Regions from separate parts of the Mus musculus genome. Here all the other regions are linked to region 1. The links are chromatin contacts, called in public Hi-C and HiChIP or PLAC-seq maps. All regions are on one chromosome and are shown on one strand. Each heading gives the region's core, a stretch centred on a gene start, on an enhancer-like site or on the middle of the called end of the contact. The rest is flanking DNA. Distances are from core to core; before and after follow the strand shown.

What was found. A called contact is a pair of places that touch in the nucleus more often than the background predicts. HiChIP or PLAC-seq counts read pairs in DNA pulled down with a chosen protein or histone mark.
Region 2: an H3K4me3 HiChIP or PLAC-seq map of bone marrow-derived macrophages shows a contact between it and region 1, with 9 times the contacts expected there. The contact joins the promoter of Carlr here to the enhancer-like site in region 1. A contact is called at or near these places in 4 of 39 promoter capture datasets (the 3T3-L1 cell line, the C10 cell line, hippocampal neurons and 1 more), 2 of 15 datasets of contacts at CTCF or cohesin (large pre-B cells and pro-B cells), 10 of 484 Hi-C or Micro-C datasets (the C10 cell line, the HPC-7 cell line, the N1E-115 cell line and 7 more), 13 of 115 datasets of contacts at active chromatin or transcription factors (bone marrow-derived macrophages, craniofacial prominence, embryonic basal ganglia and 8 more) and 4 of 9 other capture datasets (adipose tissue, bone marrow-derived macrophages, embryonic stem cells and 1 more).
Region 3: a contact with region 1 is called in a Hi-C map of bone marrow-derived macrophages, with 21 read pairs. The contact joins two enhancer-like sites. A contact is called at or near these places in 1 of 15 datasets of contacts at CTCF or cohesin (large pre-B cells), 4 of 484 Hi-C or Micro-C datasets (the Ba/F3 cell line, bone marrow-derived macrophages, erythroid progenitors and 1 more), 11 of 115 datasets of contacts at active chromatin or transcription factors (DN3 thymocytes, T-cell acute lymphoblastic leukemia, bone marrow-derived macrophages and 7 more) and 1 of 9 other capture datasets (embryonic stem cells).
Region 4: a contact with region 1 is called in an H3K27ac HiChIP or PLAC-seq map of microglia, with 8 times the contacts expected there. The contact joins two enhancer-like sites. A contact is called at or near these places in 3 of 484 Hi-C or Micro-C datasets (Th1 cells, bone marrow-derived macrophages and embryonic fibroblasts), 8 of 115 datasets of contacts at active chromatin or transcription factors (T-cell acute lymphoblastic leukemia, bone marrow-derived macrophages, craniofacial prominence and 5 more) and 1 of 9 other capture datasets (embryonic stem cells).
Region 5: a contact with region 1 is called in a Hi-C map of the G1E-ER4 cell line, with 4 times the contacts expected there. The contact joins two enhancer-like sites. A contact is called at or near these places in 2 of 15 datasets of contacts at CTCF or cohesin (large pre-B cells and pro-B cells), 7 of 484 Hi-C or Micro-C datasets (the G1E-ER4 cell line, the HPC-7 cell line, the N1E-115 cell line and 2 more) and 8 of 115 datasets of contacts at active chromatin or transcription factors (the HPC-7 cell line, bone marrow-derived macrophages, embryonic midbrain and 5 more).
Region 6: a Hi-C map of bone marrow-derived macrophages shows a contact between it and region 1, with 22 read pairs. The contact joins two enhancer-like sites. A contact is called at or near these places in 2 of 15 datasets of contacts at CTCF or cohesin (large pre-B cells and pro-B cells), 7 of 484 Hi-C or Micro-C datasets (the G1E-ER4 cell line, bone marrow-derived dendritic cells, bone marrow-derived macrophages and 3 more) and 1 of 115 datasets of contacts at active chromatin or transcription factors (embryonic basal ganglia).

The regions. Positions count from the first base shown.
Region 1 is chr2:19,274,217-19,278,973 of GRCm38.p6, reverse strand. All of the region lies in intron 10 of Armc3 (armadillo repeat containing 3), which reads right to left. Among named protein-coding and RNA genes, the nearest start is that of 4930447M23Rik, 68 kb to the left of the region's middle. Within about 2 kb of position 2,608, at least 147 of the 459 cell types and tissues checked have an H3K27ac peak or open chromatin away from gene starts, as enhancers often do. A contact at or near this core is called in the G1E-ER4 cell line, the HPC-7 cell line, the N1E-115 cell line and 12 more, where this site is marked.
Region 2 is chr2:18,799,715-18,804,471 of GRCm38.p6, reverse strand. Carlr (cardiac and apoptosis-related long non-coding RNA) reads left to right here and starts at 2,654. Exons shown (of 1, transcript NR_131254.1): 1 at 2,654-4,757.
Region 3 is chr2:18,833,008-18,837,764 of GRCm38.p6, reverse strand. No RefSeq gene overlaps it. Among named protein-coding and RNA genes, the nearest start is that of Carlr, 34 kb to the right of the region's middle. Within about 2 kb of position 2,279, at least 6 of the 459 cell types and tissues checked have an H3K27ac peak or open chromatin away from gene starts, as enhancers often do. A contact at or near this core is called in bone marrow-derived macrophages, where this site is marked.
Region 4 is chr2:18,914,610-18,919,366 of GRCm38.p6, reverse strand. The region is part of intron 1 of Pip4k2a (phosphatidylinositol-5-phosphate 4-kinase, type II, alpha); the gene reads left to right. Among named protein-coding and RNA genes, the nearest start is that of Gm33534, 38 kb to the right of the region's middle. Within about 2 kb of position 2,551, at least 102 of the 459 cell types and tissues checked have an H3K27ac peak or open chromatin away from gene starts, as enhancers often do. A contact at or near this core is called in Th1 cells, bone marrow-derived macrophages and microglia, where this site is marked.
Region 5 is chr2:18,945,686-18,950,442 of GRCm38.p6, reverse strand. The region is part of intron 1 of Pip4k2a (phosphatidylinositol-5-phosphate 4-kinase, type II, alpha); the gene reads left to right. Among named protein-coding and RNA genes, the nearest start is that of Pip4k2a, 50 kb to the left of the region's middle. Within about 2 kb of position 2,207, at least 13 of the 459 cell types and tissues checked have an H3K27ac peak or open chromatin away from gene starts, as enhancers often do. A contact at or near this core is called in the G1E-ER4 cell line, where this site is marked.
Region 6 is chr2:18,974,000-18,978,756 of GRCm38.p6, reverse strand. All of the region lies in intron 1 of Pip4k2a (phosphatidylinositol-5-phosphate 4-kinase, type II, alpha), which reads left to right. Among named protein-coding and RNA genes, the nearest start is that of Pip4k2a, 22 kb to the left of the region's middle. Within about 2 kb of position 2,381, at least 45 of the 459 cell types and tissues checked have an H3K27ac peak or open chromatin away from gene starts, as enhancers often do. A contact at or near this core is called in the G1E-ER4 cell line and bone marrow-derived macrophages, where this site is marked.

The DNA of each region.
Region 1 (4,757 bases), core at 1,359-3,858:
CCCTGTCAGATGTCATTTCCAGAGAGAAGAGGTTACTGGAAGGGCCAGAATTCTGCTTGCCATTCTTAGCAGCTCAGAGGTACAAACGAGGGGTCAATTTGCATTCCATCTGTTATTTCCTAGTTGTCAAAGACAAAATTCAGATGTAAGGAAAGCAATCCTGACCATGTGACGTTTAATCCATTCTTTTTATTTTGTTTTGCCTCTTTGCTTGCTTGAAGCCTGGTTTCCCATAGCCCAGGTAAGCCTGCAACTCACTATATAGTCAAAGATGATCTTACACTCCTGATCCTGTCTCCCAGGGGCTGGGATCACAGCCACACCCCCTCATGCCCTGAGGTCTTTGTTTTAAGCATTCCAATGTTTTCAGAGGACAATGTTTTCAGAGCCCATCTCTACCTTCCAAGGAGAGCAAACATAGAGTCTGTTTGCTTAGCTTGCTTTTTTTTTTTTTTTTCCGCTTGCTTTTTTGTTGTTCAAGAAATGAAAAATGAGGAGAGGCTGAGAAGATTGGAGGAAAGGAGAGATGAGAGAGAGAGAGAGAGAGAGAGAGAGAGAGAGAGAGAGAGAGAGAGAGGAGTCTGGGATTAAAGACACAGATTAACTTCTTTGGAGAGAGCAAGAGCCTCCCGCACTTGCTGAGCAACTGGTAAGTGGGAGGGTGAGTGGCCAGGGTGGAGAGAAGTAACTAACTCTCAGAGATACTCTTAGTATCTCTGATACGGGCTGCACAGAGATACAGGGACATAGGACGGGCTGTTGTCCCAAGGTGCCTCAGTGTCCTGCCTACCTCTGGTAACCTGGGGAAGTAACATGCATCTACTTGCTCACGTGTAAAGGAACAAATGCACACAACAATGACAAGGACATTTCTCCACACGGAAGACTGCTGTAGGATCTGAAGCTACACTCTACTGGGGTACTTAGCTAAGTGTTTACCCATAACTGCCAGCTACCAGCAACGGCAGAATCTACCACGGGGAAATATGACCGTATTCCGCCATTCGTATGTGTGTGGGAAATCATCCTTTTCAGACCACCTTCCAGCCAAACAGCTGATATAAACTTGCAGGGTCAGAGTGGAGGCAGCTTCTTCAGAGATCGGATCTGAGCCTTTCCGTGTAGCTACAAATAATGAGCAATAAGGGCCTATTCCCAAGTGAAGGAAAAAGATGTAGGGGATGATTAATAATAATATGAAAAGTCAAGGGTGGATACAAAGTAATGTATAGGTTTAAACAGGCTTCAAATTAAAAGAGAAATAATGTGAGGATATCCAATCGGTTTGATAATTTCCTGTGAAAATCAGTAATGCCGGGAAGCAGACAGTACTAGCAACTTTAAAATGTTATGCAAATATCAGCCCCGCTCTGTAGGTAATAAAGGCAGCACAGATAATTTTCTAATTGAACATTTTATGAGATTCACCGAGCCTCAGAAAACTGGTAGTTAATCAAATTCAAAGTGTTTGTCGAGGTCTGGCAAGCATCAGCTGACACAGAGTAGGGATGGGGAATCAGGTGGTTTTATTGAAAACTCAGGTTTTCATTCTGAGTGCTTTTTAACTTCAGTATGACTCCCACTCCACCCCACCTCACCCCACCCCACCCCCAGCCCAATAAAAGCAAAGACAGGACACGATTCTTCTACGCAAACAGGAAGAGAGGCACTATGGGTGGATATAACAAACGGCCACTCAGTAAATTTGGATGGAAGGAATGAGGTATCCTCATAAGGATACAATGAGGACTCTTTTCTTTTGTCATTGTAATACAAAGCACTTTTATCACTTTGTCCATTGCAAATGTGTGTGCGCACCACGGCTTCTGTGTGCAGCTCAGAGGGCAACCTCTGACAGTCAGATCTTTCCACTGTGTGGGTAGGACTTGAGACTCGAACTCAGGCTTAGTGACAAGGGCCATTACCCACTGTCCAATCTCCAAGGCTCTCAAAGGACTTTTAAAGTCCCAAGCGCTTTGAAATTATTATCCTTAGTTTTTTGTTTTTGTTTTTTTAAAATGACGATCCTTTAAACAAAAGCAGCCTTCCTAAGGCAGCAATGTTATGTTGCCTCTCACTTTTATTGGGAGACTTCCAAGCTTCTAAAATTTTACAATGAATTTAAACAAAAATTAAATAATCTTTTCTATTGCCATGGGATGCATCTATTGCTCAAACGTGCTGCGTTTGTCCCTGTGATAACACAGCGAAGCAAATATTCAGTCACTGGTGGAGGAAAAAAAAATAAGAGGTGTCAAAACATTTTGAAACGACTGCACCTCAAAAAGGGACAAAGACAGACACAAACATCTGCTAACCGTGTATTTAGCAGTAGAATACTATCACAGTAAAATGCTTTCCAGATCACAATCTTTTAATAATGTTCCAAAAATATTATTTTAGGCTCACCAGAGTGTTTCAAATTAAATTAGTGTGTGTTTCATTAAAACACAGAGCGCTCGGTCCATTTTTGCCCCTCCCCCAACTCTCTCCTGAGGCGCCACTAGGGGGCAGTATGAAGACGCGGTTCTTGCCGCTGTGGGTGAAGGGAAATCGCTCAGAAAACCATTTTCTTAAGAAAAACCCGACGCGACAAAGACAATAACTGCGTGGCTTAGGCTTTAGGTCCGACCCATACATCAAGCCTATGTGCTGAGTTTGCGTCTTTCGTGGGTCGTTTCTCAGTGCAATGTTTCTTTAAGGGTTTTGAGACCCGAGATTACTTATCCTAAGTGAATCTGAGTGCTAGGGAGCCCTGGGTCTAGACAGAGTGGTAATTTTTCCTTAAAGGACTGTAGTAAACAACCGCAGCCATCTCGGAGGGTGTGTGGCGTCCCTTCCTGCAAGATATGACGGGGAGAAGGGAAGAATTGGCGTTTGGCCACTTTTAACAGATGTGTGTTGTTGTGTTCCTGTCTTCAAAATAAGTGGTCATCACTCACTCTGTTACAGCCAGCATTCTACAAGAAAATATGGCGACTCTACAGATCATCAGCCCCACATCTACAAGTTAAAAGGTATACAACGAAGTGGTAAAATAAATAAACACAGCATATTATGTTACCAGCCCCACGCCCAGCTTTATTTATTCGGGTGGTGATTTTTTTAAAGCATGAACACACACACACACACACACACACACACACACACACACACACACACACACTTTCTGCACTGGCATAGATAATACCCACTTCAGCTCAGACCATTCCTGGCTATGTGACAGGACCTGAGTCCTGGTTTTTCTCAAGGCATGCTATATACTCTTTCAATAGTATATAAAAATCTATCCTGAGGATGTATTTAAATTTTCCCCCACATATTATATATGGTTTTCTTAGACATGATAATCAACAAATAAATTTTGTAGACGTTAAAGTGATAGTATCTGTCTTCCTTCAGCTTTATTTAAAGGGGAGAAATTTTCTTTGTTTCTAGAGAAATTTTAATACCAATACTACTAAATGATCAGTCAGTCATTCATATTGACAGAGATATAGAGTCAAAGAGAGTCAAAAGTTAACAAAGCACTCAGGCACATCCGTGTAAGGCTCTCTGTCTCTGCACAGAGCCCCTTAATCATCATCAGTGTTTGTGCTCCTGGCCGCAGGTCACACAAAAGTAGAGAAGTCCCTGGAGACTTGTCTCTGCTATTTCGAAGGCTTAAGGTAGCCCAACAATTAATCGATGTATTTTTAAGTGGCCAGTTATATATGCTACAATTCAGAACTTTCTTGGGTTGCTACTTTTGTGGGAGTTGAGAAGCTATACAAAAGAACTGCAAATTCCACAGGAAAATGGGGAGAAGGGGGTCTTTAAAACTCTAGGGTCTTTAAAGCTATCTTCATGGAGCTAAGGTAAGATGGCTATGAAGAATCAGGGTCCATATAGTTGAACACAGTTGTTTGTGAAGAGTTTAACCTTAGTTACAAGTTTCCACTTTTTTGTAAGTATAAAATGATTATAGTTGTTGTTTTCAATATTTATTCATTGGTATTTACTAAAATTGTATCTTTAAAAGAGATCCTTTTAAAAAAGCCTGGTCTGCATCTATATTCATCTTCAAATCTTGTCTGGTTTTTCAGTGAGTAAATTTAGTTATTAGTGCAAAGGATTACTGAATTCTTTCCATTTTGGGGGCAACTTTGAATCTAATTCTGGTCAGATCCAACAGATGGCAGTGATGTTATAAACTGTTTAAAATACTCTCATTGCATGTAGGATCGACTACTCAGAAGGATGTCAACCGCAAATCATTTGCTCCATACTTGTATAAATTATTTAAGAATTTGGAATGATTAATTGGGCAGAAAAGTACACAGTAAATAAAACATGAAATTCAACTGGAGATATTTCCTACATTCACAAATTAAATGGCTTCTCCTTTCCAAAAAGCATTATACACAGAGAACTGTCCAGTATATTACCAGCATAGTAAGGAAGGAGCGCTGCCCGAAATTAGCCGAGGGGGCTACCTATTCATGACTGCCTATTTTACTGCTTCATCTCATTTTCATCTTTCAGACAGGCTTGTCTTCACTGCCTCCTACTTTATTTACCCACTTAAAATAATTTCTTTTTCCTTTCATTTCTAACAAGAGACCCTAGCAGTTCTTGTCTCTCATTCAGATAAGTACTTTGATTCCTGTTAGTTGTTCCTTATTCTTCAACCTTTATTCTGCAAGAAACAAAAGACCAAAAGTAAGGATGGAAGGTTTCTAGAGGGAAGCCACTGTTGACTTCTGTGCTCCAAATTA
Region 2 (4,757 bases), core at 1,405-3,904, 470 kb after region 1:
AAGCTCTCAGCAGAGTGTGTGTAGTAAGGGTTGCCTGACTCTTGCCATTGCCAAGTCGGCTCACTTTGGTGAACAGAAGCTCATGACTTGCTGTCATGTATATGGAAGTACTTTGCAAAAATGCTCAAATTTCCAATTGCTTATACCCACTTCCTTCTACAGTCTCCTCCCTCATCCCACTATTTTTCATGACAGCAGGCTGAGGACCTGGGACACTATAAGCAGCATATAGGAAAACCTAATCAAGAGAGACTATATTAATTCTCTCAGTTCCCAGGCTTGTCGTCTTAAGCCTCCACCAGGTGTGAGGTGTAGATGGGTGTTGGTCAGAGTGTGGATGGAGGGTGTATCTGGCTATCTGTGCTATATAAATGCAGGCATTGTGACAAATCCAAGACAAGTGAATATATACATAGAGCACACTGAAGCTTCACAGTGGAGCCAGGTCCATTGCCCGGGCCTACGGTCAGTCAGAGATTCATCTTGGAAAGATGCACTGTAAAGCCTTCAGTCCTGAAACTGACAGTGATCTCCAGTCAGTCCTTTGCTTTACAGTGTGACCAGAGCCCACACTCCCCCTACCTCTGAAAGCAACCCCTCGCTTCCTGTGGCCTCTGCTTCATCTGTCTGAGTTAAAAGCAGCATTTGCAAGATGCAGAAGTTGGTTCCACCTGAAGTCCTACAACAATGGAGGTAGTGCAAAGGCTGGATAAGGCAGCAAGAGTTCTTGTTCGGTCTAGTTCTCCATGGTGCCACAAAGCCAAGCCCAGCCAGGCTCACCCAGCCCATGACAGACATAGCAGCTTTCTGGGCCCTGTTCTAGTATTGCATCAACTTGGGGTAAGTCTGGGATCTCAGAATTCAAAAGACAGCTTTCAGAGCCTTTTACTGCCAGGGAAGATGAGTTGTGGGTAGGGTTTCTCAGAGACAAGTACAAGTTGGTACATGACTTTGATTTTTATCAAGTTAAACTATGCAATACAAAATGCCAAGGGGACAGGCAGATGTGTAAGTATGGATGTGGGTGAGTACGAGAGAGAGAAAAGGTGTATGTGTGAGAGATAGCTCAAGACTATCATTAATGGAGAAATTCTTTTCTCTCAGCCGTGTGCAACTATTCTTGGTTGAAATAAAAGACCGATCAAGAAAAGCCTAGAAAACTCCCACTAGGTTTCCAGCTGGAGAACAAGAGGCTTTTGTGGCTGCCTGTTCTCATTATTCCCGCCTTCACTCACTGCAGCAGAAAAGGCAGATGGGGAGCAAGAGTCCCTCCAGAAAGGCTCTGTCCTGATTCGGAGCCCAGAACCCCTTCAGAGGACGCTGAGGCGCATTCTCATACTGTTGCTCTGGGTCACTTGACATTGGTACTGAGCATCTGAAAAGTGGCAAAGTGCGGGATAGTAATTTTTTTAAACCTGCCTGCCTGCCCAAATGCCCATCAACTGCCCCCACATCTGTCTTGCTCCGCCCACATCTGTCTTGCTCCACCCACATCTGTCTTGCTCCACCCACATCTGTCTTGCTCTATGCTCAGTCAGGCTCCTGCTCATCATTTAGCCTCTTTCCCATTCTGGGGGCCTCAGGTTGGGTGGTAGCACAGCTAGGAAGTGACAAAGCCAAAGCTGGTCTGCTGCAGTTCTTCTAACCACCCAAGACAGGTTTCCCAGCTCTGGGCCTGGGCCAAATATTTGCTGCTGGTCTAGAGGCTATGTCAGTGGTTCTCAACCCTTTGGGCAAACCTCTATCTCCATAAATGTTTACATTATGATTAATACCAGTAGCAGAATTACAGTTATGAAGTAGCAACGAAAATAATTTTACGGCTGGGGTCACCACATTGTGAGAAACTGGATTAAAGGGGAGGTTGAGAACCACTGATCTATGTGAATTATATAGGAAATGTTAGTTTTGCCAAAAAGTAAAACTGATCTTGCCTCTAAAACCCCACCAGAAACTACCTACCTACTGTAGTGAGTCCTGAAGTATCTGAAGTGGATTCCTTTCTGGTGATTTCAGTAGATGGTTGGGCTTTGGGAAACTCCAGTGACTGCCACTTTGACCACTAATCTTTCAGATTGTGAAAGTTTCCTATAATTGGACTTCTGTGACAGATCTGCATTTTTAACTAAAATATATTCAGTGTTAATTTATCTACTGGAGAATATTACCTAAATTCTTAGTGTTTTGAACATTTCTTTTGATGCAACTCAAATGGTTATCATGTAAATATACAATTATATTTAATATTTTGCTTCATTTTTTTGAAGCAGCGTCTACATAGCCCAGACTGTCCTCTAATTTGCAGTCCTCCTGTCTCACCCAGAGTGCTAGGATTACATGAATATGCATGCTATTGTGCCCCTTTAGCAGTTACATTTGTAAATGATCCTGATCGCATGAGCACAGACACAATCTATCCGCCTTAGGCAGCTGTTTGTGGGTACCCAGGAGCTAAAATCAACTGAATTACAGCTGCTTCTCATAGACTTTGACAGTGCCTTAGAAATCAATCTGCACCAGGACAAAGCAGACCTAAAACACATCAGGAATACTGTTCCCTGTGGTTTGCTGACCTCCCCTGAATTAGCAAGGCTGGGCGCTGGTGCTGGTGATTAGGGTCCTCCTAAGCTCCCCCCGCCCCCCAGTCTGTAGAGGAAAAACCGCAGAGCTAAGGTGCTAGAGGGACCATAGACTGCGCTGCAGAAGCCAGGCGCACTCTATAGCCAGGGGACTGAACTAGAGAAGATCTGGGCATTGCCCACCAGTGCAGGACTGGATGTCCAGCTTGTTAATCAAAGACCTTGGACCTAAGCTTAAGCTTCAGCATCGTGGATCTCGAGCGCGGGAAGGACAGTGAACTGCAAGCTACCACGACCTCTCTCTCCTCCCACCTGCGACCCAGGGAAGAAAGCTCAGAGCCCTCAGCTCCAGGCTTGGAGCTTTCTTGACACCGAATTCTAGATGCACCAGGAAGAGCCCTGGCAAGGAGCGGGCTGCGCAGGTAGGGACAAGGGTGGTGTCCCAGTGCAGCCCGATCAAGTAATCCCAAGGGAGCCTGCCTGCCACAGTGGAGCGGTGTGGGCTGCTTTCCCGGTGAGGGGATGAAGAGACCCTTCCCTTGAGTCAGATGTCGTCATTTGCTGGGCGAATTCCGTGCCCCACAAGGGCCACCCTTATCTGACAAACCCCTATAGGCTACTGGGGACTTAGGGAAAAGAGATGGAGGCAGAATCCTTTGGTAGTAGGGAGTACCAGGTTCAGGGAAAGGGAGCAGAAGACTGCCCCGAACCTAGGCATCCAGTGTAAGGAGAGGCGTCATTGCTCTAAGGATGATTTTAAACCGCGCAGAGACGCAGCATATGGTTTCCAGGTTTGGCGGCACAACACAGAAGACTTTGAGCCGAAGGGGCCTCCAGACACGGAAACTAAATAATCCCGATTTAGAGAGGCCCGAGTAGCAGGAGGCTGGATTTTTGGTTAAGCTACAATTAAGAGAAGATAATTAAGCCCGGAGCCGTGCAGCTTATTAATATTTATAGCTCTCGGAGTGAGAGGGCCTTTGCCACGCAGGAGAGGAACCCGAGCCTTTCAGGCCAGGGGCTTCGCAATGACTGGGAATGAGAAAGGGCGAAATGGGGTGAATCTGTCTCTGCGCTTCTCCCTTAATTACCGGAGCAGGAAAGTCAGTCGGGAGAGAAGGTGGTCGAATGACTCTGTCTCAGGGGCTGCGAAGAGAGATGGCTATCTCCAGTCCGGATCCCATCTCTTCCTTCAGGACCCCAACCGTGCCTTTAAGTGTCCCTGACTCCCAGGATTGAGGGCTAGTAAAGGAAACGATTTTGTAACGAAGATTCCGGGAGAATTTTCTTTTCCTCCCAGCCTTAACGTCACGCCGCAGGGGACACGGTGATTAAGTGCTGTCCTGGCTGAGGGATGGCCCTGCAAGCCCACACACTGGCCTCGAACTTGCTCATGTACGGTTTGTGGGATTCCGGGAGGCAGATCCTGCCCGCCCCGCACGGCCCCCCGCAGGATCCCGGAGGGCCGCTGCGGGTCAGGCCTTTGATTCCCGTACCGCTGCGGTGGCAGGCGGAGGGGCTTCACCCGTACTCCGACCTTCCCCGCGGTCTGCTGCCTGCGAGACACCGTGCCACCCACCACTGAGGATGAAGTAGGGAGCTTCAGCAATTTGCACTAAACGTAATTTCTGCTGCTCTTGAGCCCGGATGGATGGAGGTGGGTGGAGGAGGGGCGGATGCCCTGAGCCTTTGCTCTCCACCCCCCTCGCCTCCCCTTGCTAGCCTCCAGCGGCCTCCGCAGTAGCAGCCTCGGTGTCTGGTGCAGATCGATTCTCCGTAATAAACGCGGGGTTCCGCGGGGGGCGCCACTGCGGTTCCCATGGCAACCTTTGCTTCACTGCAGTCCAGGATTCTTGGTCACCCGTGCTAAATAATCTGAGGATGGAGCTGTTTGCGGTGACCGCTGTAGCGGCCAGCCTCTTCCTACTCCTGCTTTTCCTGGTCTTCATCTCGATCTACGTTGGCTCTAATCCTGGCCCACAACCTCTGTCCCAAAACTGTTAATTGAAGAAGAAAGGGGGTGGCGATTTGTCCTTGTCGCGAGGCGTGGTTCCGATGGAGCTGCGTACTGCAAAAGATTCTCCCAAGGAAGACGCATCTCTACCCAGGCCAGATGTGGAGACACCAGACATTCTTGGAGAGATGTGCCCAGCTCATCCAAGCAGCTGCAAGGGCTGA
Region 3 (4,757 bases), core at 1,030-3,529, 440 kb after region 1:
AACGCAATCGAGATAATATTCCCCTGGCATACCCAAAGGCCCATCCCCAGATGATTCTGGATCCTATCAAACTGACAACACTAACTGACCATCTTTCTGAAGCATATAAAAATATTCCTAAGCCTACCGAATGTCAGGCTCTAGAGGCAGAACTTAGATATGGCATAAGTGGTTGGTTGGGCTTGGAAACCACTGACTTACCTACCCCATTCTCACTGACCGCTCTCTGTGTGTGTGTGTGTGTGTGTGTGTGTGTGTGTGTGTGTGTGTGTTTTCATGTGTATGTGTGGGTTCACATGCATATGTGGAAGCCAGAGGACAACACTGGCTATCATTCCACAGGAGCAAGAGTTAATCACTTTAATGTTTGAGGCAGAGTGTGTTAATGGGATCTCAGGCTCACTTCTTAGGCTACATTATCTAGGCCAACAAACTCTAAGAGCTGTTTCCACTTACCCAGTGCTGGGGCTACAAGCAAACCCACCACTCCTAGCAAAAACTTTGCCAACATCTACCCTAGCCCACTCATCACACATTTCAAACACTTTTTCTAATGTGCATCTTTCTCTTCCCCTTTTTTCTAGACCTTCTCTTAATCGATGAACAAAACAGCTTTTTTTGTCGATTATAACAGAAGCCAGAAAAGCCCTGGCAGAGGGCTATTCCAACCCACTGTTTTTGTTTTTTTTTTTTAAATCATTAATAAAGTTTTATCAAAACATAGTCCTGTCCATTCATACAGTATTTTCTATGGCTTCTCTCAGACTGCAACAACAAAGTTCACGACTGAGGCAGAGACATCGCAGCCACAGTGCCTAAAGCATTCCCCATGTGCCCTTGACAGGAGAAATTTGTTCAGCTGCAAAGCAGAACTCATTTAAGTATTCCAGTGTCATCCCTTCAAAACCAGGGACACAGATGGCCATTCCTTCATTTACTTCTTATCTGTGGTATGACAGAAAACAGAGTTTGAAAAAAGCATCAAAGTCTGCCAGCAAGGTTCCACATTAATAGTTGTTGTGTTTTAGTTGTTGTGAATAAGGAGTATGTATTACCACTCTGGCATTCATGTGCATAGTGATTAACTCTGGTTTGTGGCTATTCTGACACCCACTGGCTTTCTCATTGCAGTGATAAAGGAGAATTATTCTTTTTTTTAAAAAAAGACAAGAGAAAATGAAACTAACTCCTAATGTTTGGCAAGCCTTCATGTGAGCCACCGTCTCTCTCCTGTAACTCCCTGTCATTCCTTTTCCTATGACTTTTCCTAACTCATACACCCACTGTAGTTAGATTTCCTGTCTTCAGCACATTCACGATATAAGACTCCGTATCTTTACTACATATGTGTATGTCACATCCCAGTCTCCCTCTGTCATCGCACCTGGCCCCAGAAACCTGCATGGACCATGGAGAACTCAGACTTTCTGTCCAGAGATACAGTCCCTCATGCTTGCACTAAAGCTGGCCCAACTGCACGCTTCTTACTGAAGGGAAAGGGAAAGTGACTTTGGGTTTCCTATGCTGAAAGCCACTTAGAAAGGATCTTAAATATAAACTATTCAGTCCATTTGTTAACACACTACAAAAACAGATGGTTACACTTTTTAACATATATGACATCTTATATTCTTATGAAATAATTTATATATACATATATGTGTGCATATAGAGAGGGAAAAACTAATGCATATAGATAGAAAAAACTAATATATATTGACTAATCTACATGTCACACACACACACACACACACACACACACACACACGTCAGTTTTTTCAAGATGCCCAGGCTTGTTCACCTGTTAGAAAAATGCTGTGCTCTTCTATCATCCAGTCTCTCTTATACTTTATTATTATTATTATTATTATTATTATTATTATTATTATTATTCCTCAGGAAGTTCTGGTTAAGGCTTTCATAGCAACTCATGTGTCCACTTTTCTCCCTAGTTCTGCTGTAATGGTGGGTAGGATGCATTTGGTGAGCACGCCCCTTCCTACTGCACTGGCAGTCAGTCAAGTAACCTGTGAGTCCAGTACACTACACAGCGTCAGAAACACCACGTTCCAGGCAGCAACTGCTTCCTGATTTGCCACACTTCTGCATTTTGAACGTGATGGCTGATCCAGCAGGAAAGTGGGTTTTCTGCTTAGCTTCTGAGTACGGGCCCTCCTAATCCCAGCTCCCTTTTCCAATTGATGAAGATGAGTTCCTGAGAATCAGCAGGTCTATGTTTCTATAAATAGCCACATCGAGTAAACAGAACATATGGCCACCGTGAATACAGACAGTCTTCAGGGCTGGCAACGTTGACAACCTTCCTGTTGTCAAGCTCTCGGTTCAGCCAAATTCAGGATAGTCAGTGAACCATACCTTTGTTCTTTTGGCGGTTCCTCACTTGGACTTAAATCTGGGAATTAGGACAAATCTAGTCAGCTTCCACAATCCCAAATGCCGATTCCATGCGACAAGCAAAAGGATAGATACCTCTAGGATCCTTCTGCACACGTTTATTGGGAGAGCTTGATTGCAGAGGCGAAGAGACCCCGAGCCCAGAACTGGTGCTGCTTATATAGGCCTAGGAGAGGCGTGTCTCACACCCAGATTGGTTATGCACTACGCCTCATTTGCATGTTCCTCATCTGATTGGCTACTCTCTCTCTCTGTACCTCACAGAGCCTCATTATCATACCTCATTTGCATGCCTCACATCTGATTAGTTATACTCTCAAAGCCTCATTATCATGCCCGGGCCAGGCAGTGTCTTTGCAAAAAACTTTACTGCATATGTACACATTGGTTGTTTGTCCAAACTTATGCGTGGTGGCCAGCAGTAGTCAGTGCCACTCTGCAACGGCACATGTGGCTTCCCACAGATATCCCTACTGTGTTTCCTCGAGAAGTGCTCCAGGTGCTTGGCGGGCTGTTCCATAGCAAGAGCAGGAAGCACAGTTGGATGGTGAAGTAAAGACCAGTGAGCTCGTCCCAGGATCCCTGTGTGTACTGTGGCTGCTGCTACCAGTGTGCTCTCTCTATCAACACCAATGGAAAACAGCCTTTGCCATTAGGGACACAGAGCAGCACTACCCTTGGACTTGGTTGAGTAAAGAGGACATCTACCTCAAAGACGTGGGAGAGGTCATGGAGAACCCATGACAGTATGTGGTCTCTGACCGATTCTTGGGAAATGAGAAGTAAAAATGCAGTTGGGGCTCAGGTGCATGGCTCACTGGGGTAAAATGCTTGCTGTTCAAGCCTGGTGGCCAGGTTTGAACCCTAGAATCCACATAGAAAGTCAGCTATAGTGGTGTGCATCTGTAATCCCAGCACTCCTGTCTGAAAGCTCATGGGCCAGCTAACTTACAGTACACAGCACATGGATAGAAACAATAAGAGAGACCTTGCCCCAAAACAAGGTCAGAAGATGAGAAGCAACTCCCACTTGTCTGACTTCCATATTATAAATGATTTTGATGACTTAAAAAAATGTCAATACTGAGTTGTATATTTTAAAATAAATTTTATTAGTTTAATAAATAAATAAAGTAAGTAAGCATGTACCCAACAGTCAACATAATTAATTAATTAGTTAATTACTTAACTAAAAATAAATAAATGAAAGAATAATAGAGTCAGATCTTGGCCAATAGTCTAGCCACGCTCTGTGAAGACATAAAAATGTGGAGCCCATATGCAGCTGTACCACTCTGGGGGCTGTGTCTGAGGCCAGCCTGCTAATACACAGGCCAAAATGGCACTGTGAGTGTGTTCAAGAACTCCATGGCTTGCCAATGATGGAGAGTTTGTACATCAAAAACAAAGATTCTCTGCAAATCCATGTGCCTGTGGAATTAGACCACTAAGAACACTTGTCATAATCAACTGTGACAGCGCTCTGGGCATCAACCGGAAGCTTGCAGCAGTTTATAAGGCTGGGTCAAGGACAGTTGACACCCAAGGAACACTGAGGGTTTTTTTGTTTGTTTTATTTTCTGTCCTCTATGTTCCCCTCCATACAGCCCACAACACCCCTAAAAACAAACATTCTCACAGCACCAATAACTGAAACCAGAACCCACTGGTGGAGACAAAATAGATTTGCAGCTCTCTAGAGACATGCACACATACACAAGCATATACATGCAAACATGCATATACATGTGTGTGTGCTACATATGCGTTTAGTCATATGTAGACAGGCGATAGATAGACAGACAAGGAATCTGTGCGGTGGGGTATCCATTAAGGACTGTGGAAATTCCCACCATTATCCTGAAGAGCTAGAAGGCTATTTACATGCAGTAAGGATAACAAAGTTTCAAGTGGATGGAACATTGAAGGTATGTGCCAAAAAACACAGAGCCTTTCAGGAGTCTCAAGGCATGTAAGGGAAAGTTCGTTCAGTCCTTAGCTGGCCATTACTCTAGGTGAGGAAGGGCAGCAGCTGTGCACACGAAGGACAGAGATTAGAAAAGTTAATCCAAGGGACTGTGAGCATAGCTCAGTGGTAGGGCTGGCACTCATCCACCCTGTGCCACGCCGAGAGTTCTATCTCCACCACTGCAGAAACAAAAATAGAACCTGAAATAACGTCACCATATCTCAGCACTGGGCTGGCAGTCCCAGCCGTGAGGACTAGGCCACAAAGGGAAATGGGGCATCAAATCAGAAGAAGGAAAGTACATTTTTCTAAGTTGCATATAGCTTGATAGTGTATATAAAATCTTAAATAATAATAATAATGTTTTATATCT
Region 4 (4,757 bases), core at 1,302-3,801, 360 kb after region 1:
TGCTTCTCAGTTTGCTTGTTTGCTTTTCCCTTACAGTGCATTTATTTACTTACACATGGCTAAAACAATTTTAGGCCAAAGAATGTGTCAACCCCCCACCCCCACCCAAAAAAACCCCACAAAATTCCATGAATATCTGTTCAGCACACCATATAGGAAAGTTCAAAGCTTAATTAAAGTTTTTCAGTAGAAAATGAGGGATAAGGAACTATTATAGGCATACAACATGACTTATGTACTAAGAGTTTACCCATACAATCTTTAGCTCGTGCATGCATGTTGCTAGGGATAGACCCTAGCACACCACGCATGCTGAATGCACATGGCCACTGAGCTTCACCCCCTTGGAATAACACAGTTGTAGCCTACACACTTGGGGTTTTGAAACTTTAAATGACTGCTCACACAAGCCAATGGGAGGAGAGTACACTGGACTCTTGCTTCATTTTAAAATGCCACGAGAAAGGCTGGGCCACCGTGGTTAACACCTCTGGAGTCAACTTCAGGACTCCAGGGTCTTGGTGGAAAGGATGCCGGTGGCCTTACCAGACTTCAGAGCTGGGTATAGGGCTTGTTGGAAGGAGTCCTCCCTTTATTTCTCATGGCCTGGGAAATGCAGTTTTCCCTTGGTGCTGTTTCCACCCATTACTGCTTGGTTAGAACCAGCAAACTTCATGTTAACAGGGGAAAAGCAGCCTATGGGGAGGTTTTGACAGGGGTTAAACGGGTGATGTTGCCCTGACCACATGGCTGTGTGAAAGGATGGGCTCTCTGTCTGGGAAGGGGGAAGGGAAGGGGTGAGTGAGACGGGAAGGGGGTACCAACTCTACGCCCAGGAAAAAAACCTGTGTTAGAAAGATCCTGGAACTCTTTATTCCCCGAAGCCCAGCACCAGCTTTTCTGTTTTCCACCTAGAGTTTGATGGGTAAAGACACTGAAAATTCTCAAAACAAAGCACTGAAAGGTTGGGTGCCCATACTAACATGTACGCATTTATGTATACATGCTAATATATACTTTATAGCATATTTGCAAACTCTAAAAGTTCAATCAAGTATATAAATAATTAGAACACCAAAGAACCTGTAGCTTTCATTAAAGACTTTTTTCTTTCTTTTCTTTTTAGATGCAAGTATTATAATTATTTAATTATTTTTCAAAGTTGTATCCTAATTGTGACTTTTTGGAAGCTTACTTCTGAGTTCTGTGCCATTTGCTTCTTGGCTTTAATAGCTTTGTTGTTGAAAATTGCACCTCACAAAAATACATAAATCCAGATAATGACAGAACATCACCGCTGCCTGTATTTGGCAAATTATCACATCCTCTCTTATCAACCCCTGCCAGCTGTACTGAACTTTTATTTTGTTGACTTTCTTTTGTTGTTGTTGTTGTTGTTGTTGACTTTCAAATGATAAAATTATATTTTACTGAAAACTTCAAAATTGGCCAGGGGGTTTGTCCTTCTTTGGAAGTCCAACAGATACGTTCTAAAGCAGGTAGTAAATGGACCAGAGCTCTGGGACACACTTCTCACGGGCTCCGTAGAGCATTCTGTAAGGAGTTGTGGATGGAAGAGTTTTCATGGCTGGCCCAAGTGCAGTTGTTTTGGCAAGCTGGCAAACACGGAAACTTACAAATACCTGGTTTTTATACAACTCTGGTTTCAAAACTTCAGTTTCTCTGGAGGTGTTACTTTCTGACTTACTATAGAGTCTCACCTTTCCCTCCAAAAAGGAAGTGGAAGGACTATGTATGGGGGTTTTGCCTCTAGGTAGAATTCTGCTGAGTTGCCCCTCTGGGGACTGGCAGTGTTCACCAGTGTCTAAAGTGTCATGTGTGACTCATCCTGCTTGGCTTTCCACACACAGCCTTTCTTCAATGTAGCAGTCACTTAGCAATGCCAAGCCAGGGATTGCTAGAATCAACTTCAGTGCAACTAGGAAGCAAGCTTCCCCAGGGTGTGTAATTTATTCTATTTTTAAGTCTTGAAACATTAACCCTGCCCCAAGAGCATCTGCCAACAGTAGGTACTACCTGGCAGAGGGATTTGTGCCAATTTGATCTCACATTGGATTTTGTGCATCTTTAGCCACTTCTACGACGGTAAGAGTACAGAGCTTTTCTCTATAGTGTTGTACAGGAATCGTAGTGTTTGTGTGTTGGGGCTTTGCTGTTAATGGCACCTTGTATGAAGCATATGCACATTAACCATGAAGTTTAGTGAAGTCATTTGGTAGCTCAGTGTCACATGTGACACATTACTGACTTCAGGCCCTCACTGGCCATTCCTTCCACAGATCCTCAAGACCTCAGTGTGGATTAGGGGTGGGTTGTCATTACCAAATATAGTTGAAAAGCAACCCGTGTTTTACCTAAAGTCTTTCTAGTCATTTCTGTTGTTCTGAACAACAGTTCTTTATTCCACAAAGCATTTGTATTGACTGATCTAGAGAGAACCGAGCAAGGTCAGCTCCGCGGACCCCCCCTCCCCCGCCCGCGCCCGCTCGCTTGCTCACTCTGGGTTAGCAGTAGCTTGATCGGAGGTTTCTTTGCAGACTTCCCTTTAAGCACCTGCTTGCTTTGTGGGGTTTGTTTCACTCAGCTAAAGACAAGCACAGTGTGAATCTGAGGATCAGCCCGCTGATGCATCTGATGAAATGAGTGTACAGATCATGGCAAAGGCTTAGCATGTACACTTGACACATACACATGGGGAAAAACAAAGGCCAGCCATCTGGCAGCTTATTGATATTAGTTCATATTCCAGACTGAGTGAGGTTCTGGTGGCCAGTTGGTGAGTTCTGGGTGCATGGAGGGTAATGCCTATTGGCTGGTGGGTAGGTGGGTGGGTTACAAGCAAGGTAGCTCTTAATATTGCCTATGGTGGAATTTTTTCTCTAGGGCTTTTTCCCCCAAGGGGTGGGGGAGTGTCCTGGTGTCCCTAACAGAGTGGCCTGGACTGCAGGGAAGAGGGTGGAGGTTCAGGCCCAGGAGTTGGAGTACAGGTTCTGTTAACTCCTTGGCCCAGCTGGTATCCTGCTCTCAAACCCAGAGCCTCTTGGGACCTGGTCTCAAGGAATCAGCCCTTGTCTCTGCATGTGGAAGTCCAGCCGTGGAGACAAGGCAGGTGCCCAAGTCCCTGGCCCTTGTCTCTTCTGTCAGTAACAGTCTGCTTCCTTTCTGCCTGTTAAAGATTCTCTGTGGTTTCTCCTCTTCTGTCTGTGGTATGTTTGTCTTTGCCATGGGGTTGGAGTTTTTGTTGTTTTTGTTTTGCGTTGTTGTTGTTGTTTTCTGTTGGTTTGTTTTGGTTTTCATCCCCCACTTCCTCTTTTGTCATTCCAGTAGGGTTTCTGGAAGGGAAAAGAAATAAAAATGTAGTCAATTCATCAACTCCAAGCAGGAGTCTGGGAAAACACCATTCCTGGCATAGTGGTCGCTTTCCTCATTTTGTTCTGTGGGGCAGATCTTGGGTAGTGAAGCTGGCTGCGCTTCTGCTGTGTGCTTGGAAAGGAAAACAGGAGTCTAGCCTAAGAGACCAGGAATCCAGCTTTTCCTCTCTGGAATCTTAATGCTAGGCCGGCAGTGAAATCTCTTTTTTAAAAAAATCTCTCTGGGCGATAAATAAATAAATAAAACAAAACCAGACTCCAAACCGAATCCTTTCCCTTCATCTGCGGGTTTTACTAATGACGTCTGTGTGATTGGCAGGCTAAGATGCATGGCTCTCTTGCATTGCTTACTTTCTAAGCATATGTGTTTGACTCTGGAGGATGCCAGTGGGAACATGGTGTGACGAGCCAACTTACCTTCTGCATGGCCACTTGCACCTCATTCCCAAAGGACTGTGAGAGTTAGGATCCCTGCCAGAATGACTGTCAGCACCCCATTGTCCTGATAGAATCCTGACCTCACAGGGTACATGGAATGAGAGCATCCTCCTTACAAGATGGATTCACAGGAAGTCGTAAATTATTTGAGTATATTAGAGTGAGACCGAGAAGAAAGATGTGCTCCTTTGAAGCTTTCCAGATTCGTTTCTTTTTTCTTCTTCTTCTTCTTTTTTTTTGGTTTTTCGAGACAGGGTTTCTCTGTGTAGCCTTGGCTGTCCTGGAACTCACTCTGTAGACCAGGCTGGCCTCGAACTCAGAAATCCGTCTGCCTCTGCCTCCCGAGTGCTGGGATTAAAGGCGTGCACCACCACGCCTGGCTTAACCTGCCTATTCTAAAAGAGGCCAGAAATCCAGCTTTTTGTGTAAATTTTCTGAAGTCTGATAGACAAGTAATTAATTCAAGCACTTCCTAAATTACCCAGCTGAAAAAGTACATCATTTGACATCTCTTCTCAAGCTCATTTTAAAGGCAAAGGGTGAGATCAGGGGCCTCTGGGCCCTGAATGAAGAAGTAAAACCAGCCTCAGTCATGGGTCTCTAGACTCCAAGGCTGGGGTCCTTCTCAGTAGACCACGTTGTAACATTTGTTTTCATTGGCAACGTCTTTCTTAGATTTTTTTTTTAAACTCCATATGCTTCTGGAATAACTTACAGATTTCTGGCCTTAATTCTCAATTTAATGTTGGATTCTGTGTTTTATGGGTGGTAAATTTTAACATGAATCTATTCTTTGAGTTGGTAGTGAGCCAGCCACTGAGGCGTGTCCATCAGAAATCTCTGTGGTACTGGACTGGGGAGATGATGGCTCAGTTGGAAAAGTGTTTGCCTCACAGACAGGAAGACCTGACTCCAATTCCCAGGACC
Region 5 (4,757 bases), core at 958-3,457, 330 kb after region 1:
GGAGACTGGAGATCGACCCACACAAAAATGGCAGTCAGAAAGAAAGAATGCAAACACATGGCACAAAAGCATGTTACTGTGTGTTATTAACACAAAGAAGTACCTGTGTAGAAAATGGGCGAGAAAAACCAGCGATGAAGACTGTAAATGGCCAATAAGCACAGTGATGCCAACATGAATGGAACAGTAGTTACCCATAATTGATGATAACTGAGCAGAAGCTGGGATGTATCCTACACACATGCATACATGCTCAGTCCCAGGAATTCCTTTCCTGGGGGCATATCATGACATGGTGAATAAGAAACTTGTTTACAGTGCAACCTGTTTGTAATGTAATGAAGGGAAAGTAAAATGTCTAAATATAAGATGACATCATGTTTCTTTGGTTGTTTTTGTTTTTGTTTTTGTTTTTGGTTTTTTCCCAGACTAGCCTCAATTGAACTCATAGAGATCTGCCTGTCTCTGTCTTCTAAGGGCTAGGACTAGGGTGTGCCACCACACCAAGCGATGACGACATTATGTTAAGAGCTACCCAATTGAGCCCTATGCCATAACAAATCACAAAATAATTATGTATGCATATGGAAAATTTAGTGACTTAATGTAATGTTTAAAAACAATTGAAATCAGTAATTGGTTAATAATATGCATATATGATTTTTATTAAAATTATTTGTAGGACATTTTATAAGAAATGTCTAGATGACTACATATCAAAATTTAGTAATTTGGTGACTCAGACAGAGTCATACACCCATAGCCAAACAGTGGATGGAGCTTGGGGACTTTTTATAGAAGAATAGGAGGGAGACTGTAGCCCCTAAGGTGATAGGAACTCCACAGGAAGACCAACAGAATCACCTAACCTGGACCCTTGGGGCTCTCAGAGTCTGAACTACCAACCGAAGAACTTACACAGGCTGGACCTAGGTCTCCCCGCACATATGTAGCTGATATGCAGCTCAGTCTTCATGTGGATCCCATAACTGGAGCAGGGATACCCCAAAAGCTGTTGCCTGTCTGTGGGATATGTTCTTCTAGCTGGACTGCCTTCTCTGGCCTCAGTGGGAGATGAAGCACCTAGCCCCACAGAGACTTAATGTGCTAGGGTGGGGGAACACCCAGGGGAGTCCCTACCAACTCAGAGGAGAATGGGAGGGGGGGTAAGGGGAAGGATTGTGGGAGTGACCAGGAGGGGGGCAGTGTGTGGGATGTAAAGTGAATAAGTATAATAATAATAATTAATAATAATAGTATAATTAGTGAGTTGGATTGGGAAGTTAGAAAGATGACCAAGTTTGATTCCCAATACCCATATCAAGCAGCTTACAGCTACCTGCAACTGCATTCCTAAGAGATGCAAGCCCTCCTAGGGCTCAGGAACTCATTCAGGAACACGCACAAAGGCATAAATAAATTAAATCCACCTTTAACAAAAATCCTGTGATGCAGGCTACTGAAGTGACTCAGGATCAAAGTGTTTGCTGCGCAGACCTAGGAAGTAAGTTCAGTTCCTGATACCACGTGGCAGGAAAGAAGCGGCCCTGAAAGTTGTCTTCTGACCGCCACACGCCTGCCATGGTGTGTGGGGGTGTGGGCCAAGTGTACAGTAGTAATAATCGTGATTAAGAATTGTGAATAACAACAACAATAATATTCACAGTGAGTATTTCTGGCTGATTTTTCCCCCTTTTTTGACATAGTTTGATCATTCTGAGAAAACTCCAAACCCTTAATAACTATGCTGCCAATATTCAAATAAATACATTTCAGAATTTATAGATGTCCCTCTCATAATTAGATTTAAAAAAAAACCATCATTTGATACATTAAGAAAAAGCTAACCTTCAGACACATAGAAATTTTATATTGAAGAGGAAGTTTAGTTACTTTAAAACATTTATTAGGCACTTGCTGTGTGTCCTTTCTCCACTTACATTATTCTAGCTAAGTGTTTGTTTATTTGCTAATTTAGTGACTTTATATTGGACATCTGTTGCTATGTTATAGTCCCAATAAACAGTCCTTTTATAGGCAAGAAAATAGTCTCATAAATATAGCCTTTGGAAATCACACAGCTCGTTAAGTGGAAAGCCGAGGTTAAATACAGCCAGAATCATCAGGATTCTCTCCCTGAGTTGCTGACTCGGGGCTACCATGGTTGGTCTGGCAGCAGTCACCCGGCTGTCAGTAGGAAGAGCAGAAGCCAAAAGAATGTGTATCCTAATTCCAAGCTGATTCCAGAATTTGGTAGATTCCCAGCTACTAGCATAACCTAGCTACAGAGCTCTGCACTAGGCCACTAGGCCCAGACTTGGGGTTTGCTGACGATATTTTCTGCATTTCCTGACACTACCTGAGAGTTTTTAAGTCATGCAAGTGGACATCAGGCTACAGGCTCCTTTTTCATTTACTCGACTTAACTGTCAAATGAGAACTGAAAAGTATATATTTTTTCCAATTGAACAATAGTGTGCCCTGCATATTAAAGGGTAGAGCTGAACACAGGAGGCAGGAACCTGTAATTATGTGCAAAATGTTTTCAGTTAAGTCTGTTGGCATGCACACAAATGGCAAATTGAGGCTGCCCTTTGGAATGCTTACAACCCAACACTTCAGAAACTATTTCCAGCATTCGGCAGACTCTCTTAGAAATTCTGGATCAAGCCAGAGAGAAAAGTGGAAGGCACTTGGTTCTTTGAGTTATTTAGGAAAAGGTTTCCACAGAGGGTTTAAAATGTGGGACTGTAGGTGTAGCTGATAGCAGAATTTAGTCTAATAGAGAAATGTTGGCACCTCCATTAAGCTAATGGCGTTTGCAGCATGAATTGGGGCATGTGAGGCCGGTGGAGCCAGCCCAGGGTTGAGGTGCCAACCTCTTCTCTCTGGGACATGAACTGTGGGTTTTCTTTGGGTCTTCCTCTAGCCATTTCTTGGCTTCACCTTTTCAATAAGTTTGTAATAAACCCCGAAGGCTACTGTGTTTTTTAGGTAGGGAATTTTAATTCTTACAAATTTGGTGTCTGGCCGAGTTCCTCAGACTTCCGTCTGTCACTTTCTCTGTCCTCATTTCTCAGAGTCACACTGTTTTCTCTGCCCCCTTTCTCTGCTCCTCACTGGAATTCACTTGAGCCAGCACCTGCAGCTTCCTGCCTCCAAACAGTGAAAGGCACAGGTTCACTCACCATAACCCATTTGAGCATCGTTAGTTGCATCAAAGGAATGCAAAGCAATAACAAGGGAGTCCTTTGTCCTCCGGGGAGCTTATGTTTTTAAAATGCACACCTCAGGTGTGCACCAGCTTCGACCACACTGTTAGCATGAGGTATGAAGACAGTGCAGCAGCACTTGAGAGGTGGTGTGATCTCTGTTATAAGGAGCATTTGGGAGAGGCTCACGTGTGAGCTCTGCAGCCATCCTGTGCTCCTGCCATTATCCTGGAGGGAGGAGAGAGGGTCATCTCCTAGAATGCTTCCCTTTGCTGGCCTTCACGTGCCACATGTTTCTTTTCTGTCTTTAGCAACATCATGGCGCATGGCTTTGATTCTTCCTACCTCTTTGGAAAATGTGTCTGGACAGGTATAATACCCATGGCCAGAGAACAAGATGAATTTTTCAGGAAGAATGTACCAGTCACAGCAAAACTCCATGATTAGTTTGTAGTGTTTGTAGATAACCACATCTTTGTTGAATGTGGTTTGCAAGGATGACTAAGGACGAAGGTTCAACACTCAACTCTCAGTAAGATAGTAACCAAGATGGTTCCTGTCCCTTGGCCCTCCAAACTTTATTTCTGAGAGTCACCTTAGGGTCACAATGAAATTGATAAAGAGAATGAAGAATTTCTTTGTCTCCTATCCAACCTCCTCCACAGGTTTCCTCTCTTCTATTTCCCACAGCACAGTGGGGAAAAAAAAAATCAATGATTCTACATTGACACCTACCACCCCAAGTTCAGAGTTTACATTGGCGTCCACTCTTAAATACACACAAATGCGAATGATGTCATCTCTCTACCCATTGAATGTGAAAGTCAAGATAATCACTGCATGCTATCATAGATTTTTTGGCTTGTGTGTGTGTGTGTGTGTGTGTATATATATATATATATATATATATATATATATATACATACATACATATAGTATATTGGTATGACAAAGGAGTGGCCACACAGATGATGAAGTGCTACAGCTGAAATAAAGGTGAAATTAATGGGAGTTACCACAAGGTTGGCTTAGCTCACAAAATTCATTCATTACCTTTTAGGAACTTATCTCTCATGCAGAATGAGATAGACCTGGTATTTGTTCAGTAGGATCTTGTGAGTCACAGAAGACAAAGATCTTTTCTCTAATCTAATTTCCTGCGTGCCTTTCAAAACAGAAAGTTTTGATCCACTAAACATTATTTTGGAATCCTGATTACGTACCTGGCATTGTGGCAAGGAGTAGGTGCCGGAGTCATAGGAGTGCAGGAGACACATTCATGCCTCCCTAGGAGCTAATGTCTGGGAGGCTGACCTTAAAGGAGAGTCAGGATAGTGTCTGAGACCTTGCAGCCACAGGGCTGAGGACTCTCTTGGGTGGCAGGGATGTAAGTCAGGGAGAAAGCTTTCTAAGGCAGCTCATGGCCAGCCCTGCAAACAGCCTCTAGAACCAGATCTGTCCTTTATGGAAACTGAATAAATAGTTTCATAGCCAGAATGGGCAGAGCTTGCCCATCACCCCTCTGTGCATGGGAGGGAGGGATCT
Region 6 (4,757 bases), core at 1,132-3,631, 300 kb after region 1:
GTGGTAGGGAGGCAGAGAGTGAATGCTGGTGCTCACCTCACTTTCCTTTCTAAACACTCCAGTACCTCAGCCACGCTTCTTCAGATAGGTTTTCCCACTTCAGTTAACTGAGTCTAGAAATGTTCTCACAGACATGCCCAGTCTCTTTAGTGAGGCTAGACCCTGTCCAGCTGACAATATTAACCCATCATATCAAGTCTCTGTATCCTTGAAGAAGCTTTCAAGAGGCATACTTGCTGGAAAGAATCTTGGCAGAATTGATTCTGTTTTAGAAATAAATGCAGGGTTATGCAGTCTCCTTTGGCCTATGCTTGTTATGCATCCAAATTGATGTATAGGAGATAGGTAAGCAGGGGATGTAGCCAGCGATGCAGGAATCCATCCTTCCAGTTTCCTTTGAGTCTATCACTGCTCAGCACCTCTGAGTAGTAGGAGCTGGATACAGAGTGTATCAGCAGGGAGGACAGGAGGGGGTTGGCAGACTAGATTGTGCACCTTGCTCAGCTGGCCATGGCTTTCCTCCTGTTCCTGTGCCAGGAATTCCATCCCAGAATATGTTTTTAGAGTTTTGGGTTTTTTCATTTGCATTTTTTGTTTTTATGTTTTTCGTTTGTTTTGTTTTGTGGTTTTTCATTTTCATTCTGGTGATGGAGTTCTATAGATTTTTATGATCTCCCTAAAATTTGTGTGTGTGTAGAATTTAAATCTTTTGGGGAATACACAAATTACATCACAGCAGAAGGGGTCACATTTACAGGTTATTGTGATTAGCTGTGAGCCCAGCCCAGCATTCTTGTAAACACACACAGACATGGTTGGTTGGTTGGTTGGTTGGTTGGTTGGTTGTTGGTTGGTTGGTTCCATGGAGTGGAGGCCTTGCTGTCTTAAGTAATCCCTTGTCTAAAAAGTGTAGAGATATATTCTAAACATGAATGTTGAGAAGTGTGGAGACACTGTCTAAGCATGAGTGTGTCTTTAAAGGCTTTTAGCCTGGGGAGCGGAGACCATAGCCATGTGTGTGCTGGACGAGTGATCGCTCTACCATCAAGCTCCACCTCTAACCTGCAAACAGAGCTCCTTATGGGCCCTTTGAATCTCCTGGGGAATTTGCTTCCCGCCCTCCTGTATCCTGACTTCCTGCATTCCCCAATATATTCAGATCTCTCAAGGGTGTGCTCTGACCAGTTTCCACGCCCCTCTGTGCTAGTTAGTAATCCACTGCCTCCTTCAGCATCCACCCTTGCAGGCCAGCTTGCAAGTGTACGTTTGGAGCAGAACTCAGTTATGAGTTAGGTCCAAGTGCTTTGGTGTAGAAAGGTCTCTGCAGCAATGGTTTTGATAAGCCAGCGAGGTGCTTTCCCCCCACACTCAGCCAACACGGGAAGAGAGCAGTAATCTTAAGTGACATTCTAAAATGGAAAGAAAAGAAAGAGATGAAGGGAAGCTAGTGCGTCCCTTTGTCATGTTCTTCTCCTTTATGGTTAAAAATTCCGAGTGAATATTTGATCAAGTTTATAGCTAGTGGGGGTTATTTTCTTAATGTGTTATGTGTTAGTGAGTATTACAAAGCATATTCTGATGTGTCTTTGAGTGGTGTGTTCACATAGTTTCAATAGAATTTAAATTTCGCTATCACTATGCGAGGTCCTTTCTAAGAAGCGAGAAGATGAACATAAGCATCGCTGTAAAGAATAGTTACCGTAACTGTCCCACAGCAACCAGTTCACTGGCTCACTCTTTCTCCCCGGCAGCTTTTAGGACACTGACATTATATTGTCTTTGTATTTTCTTATCTTCCTGTGCATTTTTCACAATGAAACTTTAACTGTTTTGTTTTTGTTGTTGTTACTATTGTTGCTTTTGAGAAAAATACAAACCTTTAGCCTAATACTTGCTATGTAGACCAAGCTGGTTCACAGAGATCTGCTCGACTCTGCCTTCCAAGCTTGTGTGTTAATATCCCCTGCAGATTTTAATTTGTAATGCATAGTTTTATGTTAAGGACGGTTTCATGTTCTGTCCATTGGCTCTAGCCTTTACTGTTGTAAGTGCTGCTGCTGTCTGGGTAACATTTACTCTTATGTTGACTGACCCCCTAGGACACAGTGTCCTTCATGGGAATTACATGGTGAAAGTGTAGGCATACTATAGGGTCATGACATGTGCTACCCTACCACATTCTAAAAGATGTCTTCGTTTTAGAGTTAACTTCTTCACCCTGTGTCTTGCTTTGAATATTTCAAAGTTGAATACCAGTAAAGGATGCCTTTTGTTTATATATGGCATAACTTTTGCTATAGTTCTCTATTTCTAATGACCTCTGAAAGCCTAGTGTTCCTAGCTGCAGCACTGTGTGGGTGGTGGTAAAGAATTGAGCAAGTGCCTGATAAAAGGAAGTTTGGTCTGTGGTACTTGCCCTAGAAGGAGATTTTGTGGCCCTGGGTCCTCCTCTCTTAGCCTTTCCTCTTTAGTTTCTTCTCTTTCTCCCATGGAGGGAGCAGGTCTTGTACCAGATGCTAGGTAGAAATAATGCATCATGATGGATCGGCTCCACAGGCCCAGAGTAGCCAGGTAACCAGGAGCCAATAATCCTTATTTTGAAGTTGATTAATTCATATATTTTATATGAATGCAAGGGATTCATATATTTTCTCACAGGGATGCAAGGCTGACTCATAGACTCTAAGATCTCTGTTCATAGGAATTTTCTCCAGCTCAACAAAACTGGAACATATATGTGTGCTGTGGAGTGTCAGGGCTGGAGGTGTGCGCTCTGCTTCCGGGAAAGCAACCTGGCCTGAGGCTGACAGTGGAGGGAAGCTGCTCACAGTTCTTTTTGGGTTCTCCTGGAGACTCTGGGGGTCTTAAAGCCTGCTCTCCTCCCCTCCCCTCCCCTCCCTCCCCTCCAGTCTTTCTTTCTTTTTGTTTCCTGGCAGTTAGCTGGAGAGAACAGTGGTGGGCAGGTATCAGCCAGAGGTGGATAATCTTCCAGGCAGATGGTTCCTGAACCCCAGAAGAACGTTAGCAGCATTTACAGTTGGTGTGTGTTGCACTCGGGCCAGAGCATTTGATGGCAGGAGTTTGTAGCCAGCCTGACCACTCAGCCCTGCACTTGACCTTTGTATGATTCAGATGAAAATGTTCAGAAAATTTAACACGACATCCCTTTGGGTCCATAATTAGAGTGTGTGTGTTTGCTTTCAGAGGTTGGATGCTGTCATCTCTCTGTGGTCCTGTCAGCCTTGGCTGTTTGATTCAGTGTGTGCCTGCAGTGTTAGATACATCATCTGATGTTAATGAGGTAGTCATCTGATACCGCAGCTCCTTCCCCAAGCTTGGTGTGGCCAGACAGGGAAGGGGAAACAGTGAGAAAGACAAGTACATGCTTATAGACCAGAGCTCCATGGAGATCCACGCTTCCAGTGTGAGGATGTGTTGCTACAACCTGGTAACTGTCACTGCTACTTACAAGAATCTAAGAAGGGCTTTAAATAGAGCCCTTGCAAAACTTCTTTTCATAAAAGTTGAGCCTCAATTGATTCTCTTTTATTTTTAATTTCATTTAATTAAAATCTTTTCATTTTATATGTATGGGCATTTTGCCTGCATGTGTCTCTGTGTATCGTGAATGTGCCTGGTGCCTGCAGAGGCCAGAACAGGGCATATGACCCTCTGGAATTGGAGTTACAGATAACTGTAACTTGTGGGTTCTGGCAGTCAAACCTGGGTCCTCTGAGAGAGCAGCCAGAGTTCTAACCAGCTGAACTGTTTCTCCAGCCCCCTGATTCTTACTTTTTTATAGTTTAAAATTAAATAAAAACAAAATTAAAAGTCCTCTGTAAAAGATGATAGTATATATTTAGCTTGGACAATTCTAATAAAAAATTATACTTTATTTTGTTGTCACTTAAAAATACAAATGTTGGCATAAAACAGAACCTCCAGGCTTTGGGAAGCAGGGACTTTTCAGTGTGAGTGACTTAGGTACTTTTTCATTTGTTTAAAAGCAGAATCTCTAAAATTATGGGTCTAAATCTCTTGTGCCCTTTCTGTTTTTAAGAGGTAGAGACAAGAGTATACCTTGTTTCCTCCCACAAGACTTCCAAAAATTCTCATATTAGAGAACTATTTTGGATGGATCAATTTTCCTGTAGCTGGAATGATCAAATGCTACTTTAAAATAATATATTTCCATTTTTGGATCTTCCAAACGAGACACCATTGAATACTCAATTGATCGGGCTACTTATACAAAGCAAAGACCATTGCGATGGTGTGTTGTGTATATTAGAAAGTTTTCCGTAGAACTTTTAGATGCACCAATTGAGAGGAGATGTATAAGTGGCTACCTGAGCATGGACCCAGACAAGGATGACATTAGGAGACTCACTAATGTGTAAAGGGAGAAGCCCTGTGGAGAACATTACAGTCAAACTGTTACAGGTTCTTATCAAAGAGATAGCCCAGTTTTGTGACAGGTAGCCTAAATCAAGGCTGCTGGTACATTATAAATGCTGAGTTTCTTGCTGTTTTTTATTACATTTATATATTTTAGTGGTTCTTTACAGCTCCTCATGTTGTGGTGGCCCCCAACCATAAAATAATTCTATTGCTATTTCAGCTGTAATTTTGTTACTGTTGTGAATTGTAAAATACATATCTGATATGCAGGCTATCTGATATAGAACCAAAAAGGTCACAGCCCCCAGGTTGAGAACCAGTTATTTATTTAGTATGTGCATGGATGGAGGCATGTG